Regions from separate parts of the Zea mays genome. Here region 1 is linked to region 2. The links are chromatin contacts, called in public Hi-C maps. All regions are on one chromosome and are shown on one strand. Each heading gives the region's core, a stretch centred on a gene start, on an enhancer-like site or on the middle of the called end of the contact. The rest is flanking DNA. Distances are from core to core; before and after follow the strand shown. Region 1 holds the start of LOC100193506 (phosducin-like protein 3). Region 2 holds the start of LOC100284762.

The links. A called contact is a pair of places that touch in the nucleus more often than the background predicts.
Region 1: a contact with region 2 is called in a Hi-C map of leaf, with 5 times the contacts expected there. The contact joins the promoter of LOC100193506 here to the promoter of LOC100284762 in region 2. A contact is called at or near these places in 2 of 25 Hi-C or Micro-C datasets (ear and leaf).

The regions. Positions count from the first base shown.
Region 1 is chr6:75,885,187-75,892,719 of Zm-B73-REFERENCE-NAM-5.0, reverse strand. It overlaps LOC100193506 (phosducin-like protein 3), which reads left to right and starts at 1,543. Exons shown (of 4, transcript NM_001138619.3): 1 at 1,543-1,840; 2 at 2,151-2,294; 3 at 3,381-3,589; 4 at 4,177-4,620. The coding sequence starts at 1,599. The coding sequence ends at 4,334.
Region 2 is chr6:75,658,101-75,665,063 of Zm-B73-REFERENCE-NAM-5.0, reverse strand. LOC100284762 reads left to right here and starts at 1,594. Exons shown (of 6, transcript NM_001157657.3): 1 at 1,594-1,791; 2 at 2,056-2,192; 3 at 2,288-2,313; 4 at 3,058-3,147; 5 at 4,406-4,494; 6 at 5,151-5,633. The coding sequence starts at 2,068. The coding sequence ends at 5,279.

The DNA of each region.
Region 1 (7,533 bases), core at 294-2,793, 230 kb before region 2:
GAGCATTGAATGTCAAAAATCTACACTAGAGAGTTGGACCAAGAAAAATGACAAGTTGTTTGCCTAGATTGACATGTTTGACATGCCAGAACAAAAAACATATGAATCACAAAACCAAAACATAAAAAATACACCCCTAGTATTTGAGCTCCTTGTGGTGTTGTAAATCCAAAGAACTTATTGTTTGCGAGTTGAAACTGGCTATAAATTTGTTGTCTCATATCCTAAGTACGTCTAAACCTTCATAGTGATTTAAGAATGTTCAGGACCCAAAAGTTCTAGGCCCCCCTAAAACACCTGAAGCCAGTAAGCTATAGCTCACAGAAATGGTGAAAACATGAAAATCGGTTTGAGAGCATCAAATATCAAATATCTACACTAGAAAGCAGACCCAAAAAACTCGTTGTTGCATAGCTGCACCAAAATTGGTTGCAATCTCATCGACATGTGAGTCTCACTTGTCCAAAACCACTCTAGGCCCTGAATGTGGGGCCTGCACATCACGCTCATGCTTCTGGATTTGATATTTGACACCTAATTCATATATCTTTCAAGATTTGACATCCCTATCACAATGATATGTGGGGTCATTCAGTTATTGACATGTAACCTAGGGTATCAAATCTGGAAGGCATGTGAATTGGGTGTCAAATATTAAAATTGGGAAAAGTCTAAATTACTACTCTCACTTATGGATAATGTTCATGTAACCTCTAAAGTATTTTTAGTTCATTTTATCTATCCTTTCCTTTTTAGATGGTTCAATTTACCCCTTAACAATTTTTTATTTCTTTATGTACAAACTGAGTTTTTAGTTCAAATTTTGTTGGCATAGCTAATAGCATAATTTAGCCTTAAAATATATTATAATTTTTTATAATTATTTTGATAGATTAGATATCGGATAATAATTTTAATGATATAGAACTAAATATAAAATAATGATGAAAAATTGTTAGAATATTTTCTAACATAAATTACGATGTCCTTAGTCACCTTAAAAATATGAACATAAAATTCAACTTGTATCTATGAACATAAAATTCAACTTGTATCTAGACAAACAAAAAAGACAAATCTCTTCCTAATAAAATTTGACTTTTTCGTTTTTTTCATTTACAAGTTGAATTTGAAGTTCATATCTTCTAAGGTTATTGAGGTTATCACAATTTGATATTTAGTTTTGTACTATTAAAATTATCTTAGTTGATTTCTAACCTATCAAAATAATTTTAAGTTATATTATTATATAGATTTACATGTTACTTTTCTAATATACAATTTATAGTACATTTTTCTATTTGATTCTCTATAACGTAAATTTAATGTATAATTATCTTAATCAAATGATTTAAAATAATATATAAATATATTACATAGATAAATATATTAATTTAATTAATTTTATCTAAATTATAATTATTAGAATGAAATTCGATTTCAACAAAACAAACTGACCGTAGTGGTTTTATAAACATCGTGGAAGGGAGTAATTTGCTTCGTCCAAAAAAAAAAAATCTCCAACTCGTCACTTCGCTTCCCCACTTCTCCATTCCATTGCGGTTCTGCGAGCCCCTACCTCCCTGTGGTGCTTGGCCATGGCGGACTACCACTTCGTGTATAAGGACGTGGAGGGGGCGAGCACAGAGTGGGACGACATCCAGCGCCGCCTCGGGAACTTGCCCCCGAAGCCGGAGCCCTTCAAGCCGCCGCCCTTCGCCCCGAAGGTTGACGCCGACGAGCAGCCCAAGTCCAAGGAATGGCTTGACGTGCGCGAGCCCGAAGAGCTCGAGGAACTAGAGGACGATCTGGATGACGACCGCTTCCTCGAGAAGTACAGGTAGCCCTTCTCCACAGGCTCGATCCGGTCTGCGGTCTGATTGCTGATCCGTTATGCTGTCTTTTCCCCGTCCGTTATTGGATGCATCTTAGGAAGCTCAAGTGCCTACCGCGTTTGATTGATCTGACCTGACTAGAGTGGCTGATTGGTATAATTCGTGTTCTCCTGATAGTAATCCGATATCTTTTTATGGTTGATCCGGATTCCTCGCAGTAGTTCCGGGCTTTGGATTACTCAATGCGTTTTGCGATTTTTTTGGTACAGCTGCGAATTGATTGTGACGATTTGATGTAATTCGATGCCCCTGCAGGAAGATGAGGCTCGCAGAGCTGAGGGAAGCCGCAAAAGCCGCGCGATTTGGTACTATACTTCCCATCACTGGCTCCGACTTCGTGCGGGAGGTATCGCAGGCACAATCAGATGTTTGGGTTGTGGTCTTCCTCTACAAGGATGGGTAACTCTTCATTCAGTTCACTGCATCCTGTTATATCCATGATTATGCATGGGAGAACAATTATATCATTTATTTTGTATGAATCGACCAAACAGCTATGGGACCAGACTGAACTAAATTCAGACTTTTAGTGCACTTTATTTAGTTGTGTTGGAATTTGTTATAGATGCTTTCTTAGGCAAGCATTATCATAGGAAGAAAGGGGGCCAGCGCAGCTAGGATTTGGGCCCAGGTGCGCAGCTAGAAGATAAGGGTCGGGAGACTTTTTAGCTGTTCAGTTAAAGAGATAGATTAGATCTCCTATTTTATAGCAGATAATTGTTATCCTGTTGGGTGGTACGGCAGTCCTAGTCTATAAGGGAATTTGTCTTATTAGTTTGTATTAGGTATTGAAGGAATAAAGATCTCCAGGCTGGGAGATTACCTTCGGTCATCCTGGCTGATCATCACAGCCAGGCCGGCGACAGTGATCGCCCTCCTCCCTACGCCTTGCGATCGCTCTCCTGTTCCTCTCATCCACTTGTCTCTCCCCTGCGTACTCCTAAGAGAAGAAGTAGACTACATCAGATTTCTATAGAAAGTTGCCTGAAAAGACTAGGTGACTATGAAATTTTGACTATGGTTGCCTGGATATAGGAATTCTGATATTTGTGCTGTGCATTGTAGGCTCGTAAGCAGACATTTCATCGCTATGAAATAGGTCCCAGCAGTTCGTACCTTTGATATATATGATCTGTGGACATGCTTTCTTTTTTCTTCTCGAACATGCCGTTTCATTGATAGATAGAAAAAATGGTCCAATTACAAAACAAATTCATGGCTGGGCCTGCCCTTCTTTTTGTCCAACACTGTAAGCTGTAATGTAACTAATCACACTGCAGTTTTTCAGCATGGAAGATCTTTCATGAAATTATTGCTCTTTTTTTGTATGATGTTTTATTGTTTCCATGTTGTGCTTGCATCAAAATTGTACAGAAAGAATATCTGAATTCATTGGAGTGTAATGAGCTCCCTGATCTGATGCGTGAAACATGATGTTCTTTAGTAAATTGTGGTGCTTATCGAATTCTATAAATCTGATGATAGGATACCTGAATGTGGATTGCTTCAGAATTGTTTGGAAGAATTGGCTACTAGGTATCCAGCGACGAAGTTTGTTAAAATTATCTCCACAGACTGCATCCCCAACTACCCAGATAGGAATGTTCCTACAATACTGGTGTATAACAACAGTGCTGTCAAAGGGACTTATGTTGGTTTGCAGAAGTTTGGTGGAAAGAGATGCACACCTGAATGTAAGTTACTACTAATATACTGCAAATTAATATTCAGTATCTGCTTTTCCTGTTAGTTGATTGATTCCAGTTGCTCCAATTTTATGTGCTGTTCATTGATCTTTTTTGAGCTCACACCTGTAATTTTGTGAATGGCATATTGGCATATGCCATTTAGCACCCACAATCCGCTTTCTTTTGGATATACCACTTGAACTTCCTTAACTAAAGAAAAAATATTTTGACCTTCAGCTGACAATTTTTTTAAAAAAACAATATTAGACAATTCATTATGACCTGCATGCCTCAATGCATACACTCCCCAGATCCAGTTTTGATTCTTCTGCGCTATTTCATGTGCCAAATTTTTCTATGGAGTTTGTCTAAAATGGCAACATGCTGGTTCCCAGTTATACATTGGTCTTAGGCTCTTAGCATATCATTGATCCTTTTGTGTAATAAGAAATTAGGGAATCTACTTTCACATTTAGATTACACCAAATTTATGGAAGCTTTCCTTTACCTCAACATCGTCCCAGAAATTCTTTTCCCAGCGATATACATGGGTTTCGTCTATATGCGCTAAGTCACTGTTATGTTCCTTTCAGCTGTTGCGTTAGCCCTTTGCCAGTCAGACCCGGTACTGAATGATGGGCATGGTGGCAGCGATTCATCTCGGGGCAATGTCTTCGAAGGTGTTCGCAGGAAGTTCATAGAGAAGGTTGTGGCCCAGCATGAAGAGCGGGAAGAAGAGGACAGTGACTAAGCTAATACTTGTGTTTGTTTTCCGCAGCTGGCGGATCCAATTTGGTTCCAATGTTTACTGATCTTATGTGATTTTTGTGGGTGAAATTTGCCAGAGTTTTCTGATACCTGGCTGTGCGGCTGAAGTTTTTGAAAGTTCACGGGTCTTATTGCCTACCTTTCAGCTGTAACACAGCTCCATTATTATATTGTTAAGAGATCAGAGATGATTAGTGCACTTGTATAATTGCATGAGAAAAAATCCAGCCAAACTTTGAATCCACAGTATTTCACTATCTTGAACATTTCTCAACACAAAACATCATGAGTCATGACTAATTTGTGTATATGCATGTTTATGATTCTTTGTGAATTAGTTAAAAGTGCAATTTGTGCTGGTGTATATATCTATAATAAAGTTTGTGTTATGGCACATTGAAATAATTTTAGTTCCAAAAACTCAACCGAACAACCGATTATCACTATCTACAAACAGTGCAAACAACAATCACCAGGAAGAGTTAGAGTGGAAAATCCTTACCCTAGGAATTAGAATAGAGTTGGGTGATGTATTAATAGACTTAGGATAGTTGGGTCAGGCCCATTAAAGGGGGCGAGAGGGGAATTACAAAGGGAAAGTCCCAAATTTTAATAGATATTCTAACACCCCTGCAGTCGCAACTTTATCATGTACAGATGTTGAGACTAGACCGAAAGTCTAGGAATACACTCGTCGATAACCCCTTGGTGAAGATGTTGGCGAACTACAGCGTGGTGGGGACGCTGAGAACCCGAACGTCACCTACAGCGACACGCTCGCGGACAAAGTGCAGGTCGATTTCCACATGCTTCGTGCGCTGATGCTGCACGAGATTGGTGGAGAGGTAGATGGCGCTGACGTTGTCGCAGTAGACGAGGGTGGCGCGCTGAAGGGGGCTGTGGAGCTCGAGTGAAGAGAGTAGAGGGGGCCGGAGCTGTCATAGCGAGCAAGCACAACACGCGTGGGGAGGTAGTGTATGGTGAGCTCCAGGGATCGAACTTCATAGAACAGTGGTTGTCACTATTGAAGCAACAAACCGAGAGAAGGGGTGAGTCAGACGGGGGGCAATGAGGACGTCATTGAGGGAAAACGGTCCTGGAAGAACCGATGTCTTCTACTGAGGTGAATGGGAGGGTGGATTCATTGCCGACAACGATATAGAGAGGATAGGAGGGGCGTGGAGGATGGGAGTGAGATAACAAGCTAGCAGTAGTAGTGTGGAAGGAGGCACCAGAATCGACCACCCAATCGGTAGTGGGAGAGGGAAGTGGTGTCGAAGGTATGGTGTGCGCGGAGAGGGCTACAGGAGGTGCCCCGACATAGGAACTAGGAGGGAGGGAGATAACAAGGGTTCGATCATAAGGGAGGCGATCACAGTGCGTGGAAAGACAAGCGGTCTATGCACGTGACGGCCTGCCTGAGGGTGGAGCTCGACGCAGTCCCGGAGAACAAGGTTCTAGGCCGGATCGAAGGACACGAAAGTGCCCCGGACAAGATGGACGTCGTAAAGGAAGACGTGCACGGTGATCCCGGCGAAACTAGGCGGAGCCAAGAAGCAGGGGGTGCTGGCAGCCAGTGCGAAGGCGGGGCCGAATATGCTAGGGGCCACGAGAGGCACCGCCATTGAGGGAACAACGCCGCACACAGGAGCAGAGGCGAGCAGCAGGTGCGCTGCGCTGTAAAGAACGTGCGGACGTAGGCACGAGCAGCAAGACGACGGCAACGGCTGCGGGCGCAACCAGACGCGACAATGAGCATGGACATTAGGCACACTGAGCGGGCGTCGCATGCTCGGAACTGTGGCGCGGAGCGACACGACACGACCAGGGACACACGCTGCCAAGGGCAGAGTGGAAAACCCTAACCATAGAATATGGTTGGGTGATGTATTATTAGACTTGGGATAGTTGGGCCAGGCCCATTACAAGGGGGGCGAGACGGAAATTACAAAGAGAAAGCCCCAAACCCTATAGATATTCTAACAGGAAGAACACGATCTATAAACATTCATACAATCTTAAGGAGACCCGACAGATTTAGGGTATTCCATGTTCTCATTTGCTTTACGCCCCGTTTATATGTAGATATTGAAGTTTGAAGTTGAGAATCGGACTTAGAATTCCTAAATTCTGATGTCTGGTTCTTTGATGAATTCAAAGTTGGAATTAAAGCTCAATTTCTCAGTATTGAATTATAAATTCTTTCACAATCCACATCTAGCATTTGTATTGGCTGAAATTACAATTCTAGTTACATCCAAACAACATATTTGCATTGTAGCTCATTTTCAATACTAGATATATTTGTTATTGGATCTAATTTTAATTTTAACATCTTCAATATTACATCCAAATTGACCTTTAGTTAATTGAGAGAAAATAAGGTAATTCGGTGTAAAGAGCTTTGATATAATATGACAAGAAAAAAGTATCATCAACTAAGGAGAAGGGCAGATCCCATATATAATAATGGAAGTAGTCTCTCCATATTTATGGAGAAAACTTGTCTTGTTTCTTCTCTATCCCCCCAAAATAAAAAAAATCACTTTTACTTATAGAGTTCAAATTTTGTCCTATAAAGGATTTGACGAAGTAAAGGATGCATTTGGTCAAGAAGAGATGTAGTGCAGAATGGAATGGTTCGATGTACATGTTTGGATGGAGGATTTGAGGGGTTTTATTCTAAATTTTTGGGCCGGTTTGGAAAATCAGGTATTGAGGTGGAAATGAATAATTTCCTCCCTTATTTCCTTCCAATCCTAGGAATTTGAGTTTCTAAGTTAGCTTTTAATAGTGAAATTTTATGCTTAGATCCTATTTGGAACCTCTAAAGTTAATAGTTAGTTAGCTAATAAATTATTAGCTAGTTTAAACCAGCTAATGAATTAATTGTTAGGTGTTAGTTAACAATTAGCTAGAGGTATTTACTTGGAACCTCTACTGCTAATTTTAGCAACTAATTATTAGCTCTAGAGGTTCTAAACAAAGCCTTAGGCATGTTTGGATCTCATATACTAAACTTTAGCATGATGCTAAAGTTTAGCCCTCTTAAATAGAGAGTTATAGTTTAGCACACGAATAGTGTTTGAATGCAAAGTGCTAAAGTTTAGCATATGGATATAGAGAGGCATCCATACCCATAATTAATGTGGGTGGGAGAGAGCAAGATTGAGGTGAGTAGG
Region 2 (6,963 bases), core at 345-2,844:
ATAAGCAATTTCTTTTAAATATGTAGCACACATGTAATTATTTTAGGAAAAGTAGTTTATATTGTATGGTTTCTTATTAAAAATAAATGTTCTCACATTAATACTTATAAACTTCAATAAAGGGCTAATTTATATAAGAATCTTTTTTTTTATAAAACCTTATTTAAGGAGATGTGACTTCAATGTTATGGGAATTCTAAGGAAAAAAATAATAATTCTATTTCAAGATCTTTGAAATTTTTTTTACTATATTCTCAAAATGAGATTTAGGGTGTTACAGTATGAGTCGTAGTTTTTGACCTACAACAATTTATTGATCAGGTACGCACCATAATTTTTGATCTAAAACCTGACCCAACTCGAGAAAACCCTGACCTGACGACCCAACACATCCAACAAGGAGGTACGAGCTAACCCGATCTGACCCGACACTAGACACATGTTGAACATGGGCCGTGTTAAACAACCCACGATCCAACCTTGACCCGAGCTAAATCTGACCTGACCCGGCGTTTGAATAGGTCTACCTTGGGGTGTGTTGACAGTCAATGCCTACCCAACTAGAAGGACTAAAAAATTAATGGAGTATGCAACTTATTTTTGAGGTTTAGCTATTGTTGGGGGCCTTCGTCTTCCGAAGGTCCTCAAAAACACGATTTAACAATGTTTCCCAAGTGTAATGAATGTATAGGTACCTTCGGACTCAGAACAAAGCTGTACATAATATGGAAAGCATGGTCTGGACGAAGGTTGAACCAGCTCCGAAGCTACACGTAAGGAAGCTTCGGCTCAGTAGCAGAAAAAGGAACCGACTTAAATAGGAAAAGGCTATCTAGTCCTCATCGATAAATTGTCCTTAAGTCAATAGTAAACATAAAGGGCATGAATGTAATTTTATACAGGCTGCGCCCTGTGCTTATAAATAGATGAACAGTACCCTAATACTGGAGACACTGACGAATACTCATCCGTGCGTCACGCTTGCACCTTCGCTTTCTATCAAGCCAAAGGTATAAATGTAATTCAATATCGTTCTTATTCATTCATGATTATATAATAAAAGAAATATCAACGATGTCATATGATTATTCATGTTATTTCTCATGTTTTATATGCTTCGTCTTTCATTAATATATACTGTGATGATGAAGGCACAACCTTCATAACCTTCGTCCAAAGATTATTATTCCCTAGGAAAATAATGCTTCGTAGGACGAAGGACATTAACCATTAACCTATTTTTGTGTTGCTTTGTTCTTAATTCATATCATTTGAGAACAAGTCCCAACAACTATGTTAAAAAATTTGAAATAGTTATAAGGGTCTACTTTGAAAACTTAAATCTCCTTCTGTTTTTGGAGGGAATTGGAGAAGAAATCAACTAATTTCTCCATCACCTATAATCACAGAGTAGAATTGAGTCTTCAAAATAGGTCTAAATAAATCTCCACTGTGATTGCTAGTACTCCTATCTAATAAAAATAGTATTAGATTTGTATATAAGTTGTTTGTGTTTAGAATAAGCTTCAATTTCAGTTGTACTCCATGACCGAAAAGTGAATTAAAAAAACTAAAACAAGAAAGAACAAATTCTCTAAAAAACACCTAGCGGAAAAAGAAAAGGAAAAAAGTCGCCCCTCCGTTGGGACCTAATTCACGCGTTTCAGGGCTCCTCCCATTTCGTCGGCTTCGTTTGTCGTCGTCGTAAGCTGCAGCTAGTGTGGACTGGAGATCCACCACTCCACCAGTCCGGTCCATCTGCTGGACCTCGATTGGTTTCTTCTTACCTAGGTAAAGCTCTGCAGGATCCTTTCTGCATATGATTGATTAGTCCGTATCGTCCTAGCTGGGATGGATGCCCCGATCCACCAATTCTGTTGCGGATTTGTTCGCTCTGTGGTTCCGGTGGTAGCAGATGTAGTTTTTTCCCTCAAATTTTGTTCGAGTTGTTAATCCTGCACCTGATTCTTGCACGTGCTGGGGCGGGGTGGCGGCGGATCGATGATAGATTCGTGCGATCCTTTTGGCTCATGTTGAGGTGTATATGTCGTGCAGGAACATCCGGGGATGTCGACTCCTGCGAGGAAGAGGCTGATGAGGGATTTCAAGCGGTTGATGCAGGACCCTCCGGCCGGCATAAGTGGCGCCCCGCAGGATAACAACATAATGCTGTGGAATGCTGTCATATTTGGGTATGATGCAGAATCCCCCCGCCCCCTTTTCCCCACTTCTTAGTTTGAATTGTAATATTTGACATCGTCTTTGGATATGCTTATTTCTTTTACAGACCTGATGATACCCCGTGGGATGGAGGTTAGTGAAGCTAATTTCTGCTGCAGTTTTTTGCTTACTCTTTGACCAGACCAAACTCATCGTGTGCTTATCCAAACAATAAGTTGCATCTGCATGACTGCATATGCTGCTGCTAGTTTTGCCTGCACAACACACGACTTACGTGACCATGTGATACAGAATATAACAATTGACTATTAGGCATTAGTTGACTTGCAGGTGGCAAGCTGAAGTTTTCAGTCATCTGTGTTTGTTGACCTTACTGTCAAATGCACGGCTGATGTAGAGTACAAATTCCAAGTTAAGATGGATAGAGGAAACTGACCCCAAATTCAATGGAACTTTATAATGTAGCATGCTAACACTAGTGTCAATCTTGGTAAGAGATGACATCAAATTAATTTCTAAAGCAAATAGTAATAATTATTAACGACAAAGCTATTGTTAAACCTAGTGACAATTCTTTTTCTTCTCATAAAAAACATCACAATGACCATTGCTACACGAAAACATGCAAGCCCAAAGTGTCTTTGTTGCTTGTTTAGGGTCAGCCAATACTGTGGTATTTATTATACACACACACGTGCGCGCGCGCGCATAGAATGATTGATTCAGACAGAATAACAAGTTAAGAAATTAGCTGGATGAGCCCCATTATTCACACAACAGCTCTTAGATTCTGTGTCACTAGCTTGTCTTTCTGAGCTTACTACATGGTTTGCTTCTGTCCTTTGACTGATATGCTAACTCCTGTTTTATTCTCAGGTACGTTTAAGCTGACTCTCCAGTTTAATGAAGAATATCCAAACAAACCACCAACTGTGCGATTTGTTTCTAGGATGTTCCATCCTAACAGTAAGTTGTTTCTCATCCATATTTACAAGATTGCATAAGAAATAAGTTGATCTGATTTTGTCTTCGCTGTGATGTACTTTTTAAGATTCCAAAGCATGTTTGTTCTTCTCCCTAGGGTTTAGCTGTTCAAAGTGCTCAGTCATCATAGACCATTTTGTTGGCAAATTTTCTGTGTCTGCAGTTATCTTCTTGACGTATCATATATGTGCTGTGATTATTGAATGCCTATATTTTTACACGAATGAGTTTTCCAAATGCATGTGCTGCCATTGATTTTGAACCAATGGATCTGGCTTTTTTTTTCTCCTCTGGCTTATTTTTATACAACCAAGCTTGTCGATGTTCCAGAGGCCATTCTGGTTTATCTGTTGGAACGGAATGTCTCGTTACCAGACAATACCACTGTACCATTCCAGAGTATAATGAATGAATAGAAAATATATCATTATTATATTTATAATAAATGTCTTTTTGGCACAATATTTGGATATGTTTATTGTATATACAAATGCATGTGTATTTCTTATGCCGCATAAATTTCTACTTATTATAGTCAGGTTTGCACACACATGGCAGATACCTATATATTACTAAACCTACTGCTCTTCCAACAAAAACAATGGTGTAGCTATTGCTGCTTCCCTATTCAGTTGCTTGCATGGACATTGCCTTACCTTTTCTTCACTCTGAATAGCAAGAAAGAAGCATTCTTCTCTCTATCCTTTTTCTTATCCTTGCTGCCATGGTTGGATGGCCCACGGGCCCTGTCCCATGCGACCGGTGCTCCGTTGAGGAGCTGAGGTTTCATCGGCACTCCACGGCTGGGAAGCAGACATCGCGTCCCTGCCGCCAGAAGGAGGAAGCAACAGCAGCTGTCCCTTTAGAGTCCATTGTTACTTGTTGACTGGTCCAGCATGCACGAAACACTAGATTTTGGCTGTAACAGATAGAACCTGCAGAATTAGCCGGAATAATGTCTGCTACAGGATATATTCTCTGCAGTACCAGTGTACATGTTGGTACGAAGCAATTCGGCCATTCCAGACATTACCGGAACGAGATTAATAACTATGGATACAAATTTTCTTAACTATAGGATGGTACTATCTTCTACTGTCCACTTATATGTCACCCTGGCATGGAACTCTGGCTTCATTTCTCCTCTGGCTTATTCTGATACAACTCTCTTAACTATATGATGGTACTATCTTCTAATGCCCACTTATATGTGTCACCCTGACATTTTTCTCATATGCAGTTTATGCTGATGGAAGCATATGCTTAGATATCCTGCAGAATCAGTGGAGTCCGATATATGATGTAGCTGCGATACTCACGTCAATCCAGGTACAACCATACAAGAAATCTTTTATTTCTTACAAGAGATTATTGTTTTTCCAACATTTGTAACTTTTGCTTGTTATACAGTAACATTCAACTTTGCAGTGCATAGCATGCTACGATGTTTCATTTTTCTTTCGAGAGATCAACGGAGGGAGGAGGGATGAGTGTCCCTACCTGAAAGTTTTCCCACAGATGTTGGCAAAAAGCCAGTGATAGAGGGTATCGGTATAATGTTCTAATAGTATACTCCATCACAAAAAATGTGCACTTCTATTTACATTGCTTTAAGTCAAACAATCTTCGGTTTTACCAACTTTTTTACTACAAATATATAAAAGTTATATGATACCAAATAAGTACCATTAGGTTCATCATAGAATATAGTTCCATCGTATACTTATTTGTAATATTAAGTGTTGATATTATTTTGACAAACTTAGTCAAACTTAAAATAGTTTTACTTGGACCAGATCTAGAGGTGCCCTCTTTTTTGAGGAAGGGTTGGGGGAAGTGGGAGTAGTAATGGTAGTTTGAATCTGGATGTCTGTGCTGAGTCAAATGCCATCGCTGTTTATGAATTATTATGATGTTCTTAAACCATCTGTGCTGATGGCTACAGTGCGTGTGTGTGACTAACCTGAGGTTTGTGCCATTTGCAGTCATTGTTGTGCGATCCAAACCCGAATTCGCCCGCTAACTCTGAAGCCGCCCGCATGTTCAGCGAGAACAAGCGAGAGTACAACCGCAAAGTTCGGGAGGTCGTGGAGCAGAGCTGGACGGCGGACTGATGATGCCCTGTGTTGCGTCGCGCTGTGCTGCGCAGCTGCTCACTGCGCCCCGCGTCCGTCCATTCCATACCAAAAAAAGAAAATGGCAAAGCCGAACTCAGCTGTTGCTGCTTTCGTTGCCCTGTGTCAAGACGACTGCTTCTCTATGAACATTTTACCTTCCTGTGCTGTATCTGGAATACAAACTTAATTATCTCTAGCACTGTGGCAACATCTTATCTTATATGAAATTTCCTCCGGGAAAACGAGAATGATTTGCTTGGGTGATTATTTCATGACCAGCCAGGTTGCTGTACTAAACTATGGTACTTATTTCAGCTAATTTTGAATTTGAACTGCTCTCCGTCTTAAATTACATGTCATTCTATTTTTTATAGCATATGTATTTGATGTCAATATAATCAAACTTTTTTGAGATAGTTGACTCTCTAAGAAGGGAAGTTTGAGTAGCCAGGCTGCTGTACCGTTCTCTGCCTCGCTGGTGATCTCGCTCTCGCCACAGAGCACACGTCTCCCTCGGGGGCGGACCAGACAAAAATATGAGTGGGGCCTAAGCTTAAATAAAAGCCTATTAACAAATGAGCCTTTTTAGATGTACTAAATAACATAAAAAAGTCCACTAGAATAAGAAAATTGAGTGGGGCCTATGCCCTCACTAACATAACGTAGGTCCGCCCCTGCTCCCCGTGTCATTAGCAGCCATGTAATGTAAGAATGCTGGGATTTGTTTGTAAATGTAGCAGCATTGACGATTACAACTATCACCGATGTTGTTTGCTGATGGCAACACGTGACGTGATTCTTTTTTTTTTTGATCGGATAGACAATACGTGATTCTGAAATGACATGGATTCACAAGCAGCGGCAGTTTCGGCTACAGTTTGGATGGACGGATGTTATTTGCTGGCGACGACTAGAAAATCTACAAAATCTTGATGGGATCAACATTACATATGTTTCTAAATACTCCCTCCGATTTTTTATATTTAACGTTTCTTAGTATAAAATTAAATTATCCAGCATCAAATAAAAAAATGGAGGTAATATCAATGAAAATAAGATTATTTATAAGTTTGTTTTCCCTATTTTAAATGTTTATCTTCTTCATTTGTTATTTATTTTATTCCCCTTTGTCAAAGCTTCCTTATTGTGCTAAACCGTCTCCTCCTTGCGATATCATTAGTTCATCTACTTCTAGATATCTTTGTGTTAATACTTCTTCCCCTTTATCATAAATTATCATAAACATGATAGCATGGTGGAAAAGATGGAACATATAAAATATGAGAGATGTTATACAGATGGAGATGATTTAAGTAAACTTCCTTCAAAGTAGCAATTGATGTCAAGATCATCTCAGTGTAGTAAGTGTATATCCAAGTTTGTTTCTTAGTGGCTTGAATTAAACTATGTTTGTGAATCATGCAACTCGGCTTATCTTTCTTGAAGCTTCTTCACATAGTTTGCAATAGTTATCTTGTTCAAGTGGAGTTATATATTTTGCAAATAATGGCTTAGACTATGCCTATAAGCACTAACCATGTATGTATGCGTTTGAACAATCAATATTATCTTAATGACTTAGAGTCAAAAAATTGTCTTAATGAGGAGTTGAAGGAGATGTATGACAAACATATGATGTTCAACTCATATTAGAGAAGTCAAGAATGTTAACTTCATTTTT